Regions from separate parts of the Rattus norvegicus genome. Here region 1 is linked to region 2. Evidence: chromatin contacts called from public Hi-C data. All regions are on one chromosome and are shown on one strand. Each heading gives the region's core, a stretch centred on a gene start, on an enhancer-like site or on the middle of the called end of the contact. The rest is flanking DNA. Distances are from core to core; before and after follow the strand shown.

Evidence for each region. A called contact is a pair of places that touch in the nucleus more often than the background predicts.
Region 1: a Hi-C map of the A7r5 cell line shows a contact between it and region 2, with 4 times the contacts expected there. The contact joins the enhancer-like site here to the promoter of Zng1a in region 2. A contact is called at or near these places in 5 of 12 Hi-C or Micro-C datasets (the A7r5 cell line, kidney, liver and 1 more).

Annotation. Positions count from the first base shown.
Region 1 is chr1:232,142,741-232,145,956 of GRCr8, reverse strand. All of the region lies in intron 4 of Dock8 (dedicator of cytokinesis 8), which reads right to left. Among named protein-coding and RNA genes, the nearest start is that of Dock8, 69 kb to the right of the region's middle. Within about 2 kb of position 1,701, at least 14 of the 93 cell types and tissues checked have an H3K27ac peak or open chromatin away from gene starts, as enhancers often do. A contact at or near this core is called in the A7r5 cell line, where this site is marked.
Region 2 is chr1:232,035,096-232,038,247 of GRCr8, reverse strand. Zng1a (Zn regulated GTPase metalloprotein activator 1A) reads left to right here and starts at 1,305. Exons shown (of 15, transcript NM_133535.2): 1 at 1,305-1,466. The coding sequence starts at 1,316. LOC102556915 (a long non-coding RNA gene) reads right to left here and starts at 1,205. Exons shown (of 4, transcript XR_010061227.1): 1 at 805-1,205.

The DNA of each region.
Region 1 (3,216 bases), core at 452-2,951, 110 kb before region 2:
CTGAAAGGGTAGGGACATTGCAGGAAGAGAGGCACACGCAGCAGGTACTGAAGGTATGGTTCACTGTATTAGTTAAGGAGGCAGGAGATGCCCCAGCACCTTGGGCTGGGAAGCCAGGGCAGGGCTTCTCTTGCTCAGAAGACAAAAAAAAAAAAAAAAAAAAAAGCTTTTGAGGAAAAGAGACAAAAAGCCTGGAGGCTCTCTGTAAGGGCAGTCTGGCAACTATTCTAAGTCTGGGTTACTATGACTGGCCAGTTTCAGTGCTACTTGGCTATTTCTGTGCCTGGCCCAATCTATTGTAATAAGGAATAAGGCTGGGCAAAAAGCAGGCTGAATGAGGCACTAACAGAGAAGAAAATGGCCATACATGAATAAGGATAAATACTTAGAAAAAAATCAAGAAAAACAACTATAATAATTTCTTACTTGGAGTTCCTAAATATCTGAAAACAAAAATGAAATGTGTGTGTGTGTGTGTGTGAGAGAGAGAGAGAGAGAGAGAGAGAGAGAGAGAGAGAGAGAGAGAGAGTGAGTATTAGTTTCAGTTGTTCTGAGTAAATGAAGAGTGAATTATAAATAATCGACATCTGGCAACTTCTTGAAAGTTATTCTCAGCCAACAAGTCTAGGGAGTCACATGGAGGGGGATAGCAGGACCTTCTTTGTGTGTAAAGGAAAAAAGAAACCCGAGGTGGGTAGCAAGGTGGCTCATAGGTAATGGTGCTTGCCACCAAGACTTATGGCTTGAGTTTGATCCCTGGAACCCAAATAAGGGAAAGAGAGAGGAACTTCCATGGTTGTCTTGTAGCCTCTGGGCACACCCTGTGAGCAGTTCCTAACCAGCTAAACTCACAAATAAATAACTGAGAAGATAAAAGTAAAGCTGAGAGTGGTCTAGTCACCATGTCTACTTGGCCACACGGTGGGTGGTCTGATATCCCAGGAAGAGGAAATAATCAAATTAAAGTAGTGGCAAATATAGGCAAATAAGAGTTGTCTTGCAATTAGACCCAAATGAGGATACACTAGGCCTGTAGTTATTAGATCTTTAATGCCCTATGTGGAGCAGAAAAAAAAAATAAAGACCAAATACGAACACCAATCCCTCTGAATCTATTCTAACTCTCCATGATGGTGTCTGCAGTTACTTTTTAGGACCCATTCTCTCCAGAGAGAACTGACTCCGAAGAAGGTTCAGTGTTATAAGCTCAAGGAAAACTTGGGTTACAGAGAAAAAAAACAGACAAACAAACAACTGGGGAAGCAGCTGAAAGACTTACGGTGTTGCTATCTTAGCAACCAGGACTACACTCTGCTAGCTTGCCTTTTCCACCATCTTATAAATTACATCTATTTCTAAGAGTGTTTACTTATGAGCAAGGACACAGACACAGACACAGACACAGACACAGACACAGACACACAGACACACACACACACACACACACACACACACACACACACACACTTCAGCCTCGGGGACTTGTTCTTTGGAAAGCAGTAAGACTGTTGTGCCCATGTTGGAGTCAGAAAACTTTTCTCCCCTTCCTCATACCCTTTGGCATCCACTTCCCCATCCTAAAAAATCTCAGAAAGTCAGTGTTCAGTGTTCTTCTTGGAAGCAGGGGTAGTGTTGGCTGGGGAGAGGTAGGGGCTGGCAAGCGCAGAGGTGACTCACTCCAGAAGTGCCAGCATGGAAGGAGTCACCACTGAGTAGGTAGTGAGACCGCTGGCTCAGTGCCTCTGGCTACAGGCATCTCAGCCTAGTCACCCCACCCTGGCAACTGACTCAGACAAAGCCAAGTTCCCATTGAGCCCATGTGAAGAAGAGACGAGGAAGATGGGGAAATAGGCAGACTGGGAGAACAACTGTCCACGTGAAATGGATACAGCCATCGTTTGCCAAACTCGGTCTTAAACACCTTTTTTACACACTCAGGAACATCCCAAAACCAAAGACTTCTTGAAAGCATTCTCTTTAGAGGCCAGAGTGTGCAGCTGGCAGGATCTGGCTGAGTGAGAGAGGCCTGAACTTAGATGCTGGCTCCTTGTGAATTACTTCGTCAAGAGAGACAGATCTGGGCAGGTGGCCTCATGTCTCTGAGCCACAGGTTCCTCGGGTGTGGAAAGGGGGGCAACCGCAGTTCACCTTAAGAGTATATTGTGAGGGTCAGAGAATAATAGTGTCCTTTTCTCTCTTGTCCCTTCTCTCTCCGTCTTCCTTTCCTTCCCATTTCTCAAACACTTCCCCCATCTTTCCCCCTCTCCCTATACAGCGAGGTTAAAACCTTAAGGTGCATTGGAAAGGGCAGCCTGGGAAAAGCGGAGCTGGAACTGGAATCCAGGATAGGGTAGGAAACGCATTGGTTGTGAGAGTGCTGCCCTTACAGAGGGGTGAACTGGAGCCCAAATGGTGCAAGGCAGATATCTGAGCCTGGGCAGCCAGGAGCGTGATCACCACTGAGCCCGAGTCTAACAAAGGAGCAATTATAAGAAGGGACACTCGACATGAGGTGTCAGGCTTGGGCTCGGTGACAAGGCCCCAAGTACCAAGGGGCATCCTGGTATTGTGTCAGTGCAAGAAGAGGCTCATCTAGGTAGGCATGGGAAGCCTGGCGTCAGAACCAGAATAGGAGGAGGAGGCTGACTGGGGTGGAGGAGAATATGGGAAATGGGTACACATAGGAGGATTAGACAACTTAGTAGAAACATGGTGGACACAGGAGCCATATTTTGCCAAATAAAGCGGTTTAAATATCAAAGGGAGAATGCGAGAGCAATTGCTGTGAAGTCAGATGGCTGTGTCAACAGGAGCTCATGGTTTCCACTCTGTTCACTGACAGGATGTGAGGAGTAACACCTCAGTAAATATGAGCACACCTAACACATGTTCATCCGCTGTTGAGTAGCACAGTCCACTAAAGCATTCGGCTTCTGAGAGCCACAGCTAATTCCAGGAGGAGGAAGGGAAAATCTAAGAGTTCCTAGAATATCTTGTGTCAGAGAGCAAGAATGTCATCAATGACTGCTGGGGACATGTAAAAAAAAAAAGATGTAAGGGTCAAAGAGAATGACTCCAATCAAACTGAAGACCATTTGAACATCAAAATAAAACAGACAGGAGTTAAATCACTCAATAAAATGGGAAATTATAGTTCAATAAAATGGGAAATTATAGATCAATATTGATAGAAATAAACTGAAGATTTGATGAGGA
Region 2 (3,152 bases), core at 56-2,555:
TTCCTCACCAATTAATTTTCCCAGTCTAGATATATCACAATTGGTTTGTCTATCAGTCGATGGGTGTTTGGAGTACACTGAACATCCAAAGTATATAACTGATTAAAACCTTGTTTCGTGAGTCTGGAGAGATGGCTCGGCATTTACGAGCACTAACTGGCTCACAACCATCTGTGACGGGATCTGATGCCCACACAGCAATCCTTGCTAGCCCCTCTTAAGGCCTGAAATTCAATATGGCCAAAACACATAAAAAGTTGCTCAGTCTTGTTCAAATCCAAGGAAATGCAACTGATGATCACACTGAGGTACTATTTTGTATTTAACTGGTAAAAGATTAATATCTGCTAGTACCAGCACTACACCAAGGTGATCTCTTATGTTGTTGGGAAAGTGCATGAATGTTTCAAAAGGAAACAAAACAGCAACACCTGATAACAATTGACAGGAAATTCAGTAGTGAAGCTGGAAATCCAGCAAGCCCCAAGAGATTATACATTGAATGGTAGAATGGTACTCTTTTTTTTTTTTTTTGAAATTGAGAAACAAACAATGGTCAACATTATTTATGTGCATGTGTATAAGGACAAGCCATAATAAACACATAAAGGAATGTTCAGCATTCCCAAGCAGATCCCAATTCACGATTGTAGCTAGTATGCTAGGCTGGGGGAGAAGAGGTGCAACTTAATGTTTTTAGGTTAGGGGAACTGTCAAGGAGTCCACTATAAACAAATACAAAGGAGTCCAGAGACTAATGAGAATAGTATGAATCAACAAATACAATTAATGATGTGAGTTTACCTTATATCCAAGTAAATGAGAAAGGTTACAGTTTACAGCATGACTTCATAATCACTCTTTTTCCATGTGAATGAAAAAAGGTGGACTTCATGAGAATAAAATATGTCAACTTGAGAAAGTCTGTTCTGTGGTGAAGCTGCCCAAGTCCTAACCGGTGTTGCCTCAGCCCTAACAAAAGATAGTAGCTAACTGCTGGAGCCCACTACAACTTCGAGGCATGGGAGCTCCTAGCGTCCTAACAGTCAAGTGCAGTTTGACTCGGGGGTGTGTCTCGCTCTATAGGGGGCGTGCCATTGTGCTTGGGGGCGTGTCTATCTCTGCGTAGGGGCGTGCCTCCCCGGGAAAGCGTGTCTAGCTTCCGTTGTTGCGTGGCTGGAGGGCCGGCTGTTCCTTAGAGTCATGCTAGGCGACGCGTTGTGGTGACGCCATCAGCCCCGCGCCGACCGAATCCTGTCGCGGAAGTGCGACTGGCGGCAGCTTTTTAGCTGAGGGGTGGTGTACTGCCGGCAGCATGTTACCTGCTATGAAAACCGTGGAGGCGGAAGAAGAGTACGCGGAGGATTGTCCCGAATTGGTCCCCATTGAGACCAAGCACCAAGAAAAAGAAGAAAATCTTGACTTCATCATTAAGATTCCAGTCACAATTGTCACCGGGTATTTAGGTAATTAACGGGGGGCTGCCGTGTCTCTTCAGGCACCCGGGCCTCCTGGCCGTGGACGAATCTTCGACGTAGGGGCTGGGGCCTCTCTCCTAGCATTTTCAGAGGCGGTTTTGAAACCCAGACTCACCTTTTAATTTTGTGGCCTCTTTGATAAGTTGTCTTACATTTGTGAAGCTCATCTCCCCTCAGTTTAGAATGGAAATAATAAAAATCACCCGAGTTTTCTCATCTGAAAAACAAAACAAAACAAAGCAAAACGGTCTATTGTTATTAAAGGATGCCCTGATCAAGAAAAGGAAAGGAAAACAAAGGTGCGGTCTGTACATTGTTTTACACCTTGCTTAGTGGATTGCATTTCATAGGAATCAAACTCTTCCAGCCATTAGTAATATGTATTTACTGTCCTAAACTACCCACCTCCCATTTTGAGGGCTGCTTGCAAAACACTGTAAGAGATTGACTTAGAACAAGACCTTTGTTTTGAAAACTTTCCTAAGCTGGGGTCTTGAGGACACACAGGGGATACATGAAAACACATATATTTGCGAACATGTTGCAGTTTTCTGAAGGACAGTTCATGTGCTTTTTTTCTATGCAAACGTTTACAAATATCCTTTTAAAGCATTACAGTTAACAGAGGGGAACAACAAATAAGTGACTAGAAATGTAGAAAAATAAAAATTGTGGAAAAAAATATGAATCAAGTGGTACTCTCGTTCCTGTGTGTTGCAACAAACAAACTGGATGTTGGTACACCCTTTATATACGACTAAGAAATCAAAACTGGTGGTGCCTCCACACCACCAGTTTTGTCCCTTCTAGAGTCAGACCAAGGCTATTCTAGATTTTACTTGGGCTTCATTTTTATAAAGAAATAACATTTTAGATTCAGACGCTACTCTGTAGAAGCGGAGCAAATTCCTTGTCCAAAGAGTATACTTCAGACTTGCCCCTTTGCCTTTCTACATTTTGCTTACTGATAGGTGAAAGGAACAGTATAGGTAATGGTCTGAAGCTCCTTGTTACTGACTGAATCTAGGGCACGGTTTGCATCCTTTGCCTTTTGTTTTTGTTTGTTTGGGTTTTGTTTTGTTTTGGAAATACTGGGAACCCTGTCCCACTAGCCTCCTCCATTTTCATATTTTTGCACCTATTTCTCTGGCTTCCATCCTTTGGTTTCATTTCTGTATAGTTTTTAATGTCTTACAGACATTTCCATACTTAACGTGTCCAAACACTAACATCTTCTCAAATCCTGCTCCTGAGATTCCCAACCTTCTGCAACACCAACAGTGTTTCTTCCTAACTACAGTAGTCCTGAGTCTCCTTGCTCTTTAATGTATCTTTGTGCTAGCCCTACCTTTTACTACAAAGTGTTAGTTTGATTGTTACATCCTTTAGTGGGTTCCACTTGGATCAAAATTTAGATTCCTTAGCAAGAACTCCAGGACTTCTGTGATCTGGTTCCTGCCTACCCCTTTAGCCTGTCAGATGGCCCAACACATTGAATTTACTTCTTAGGTAGTTCTTAACCTTCCTCATGCTATAGCCCTTTAATACAGTTCCTTGTGTTCTAGTTAAACACCCCACCACCACCATAAAATTATTTTGTTGCTACTTCATAACTAATTTTGCTACTGTTACAAATTATGAATATCTGATATGTAGGATGGTCTTCGGTGACCC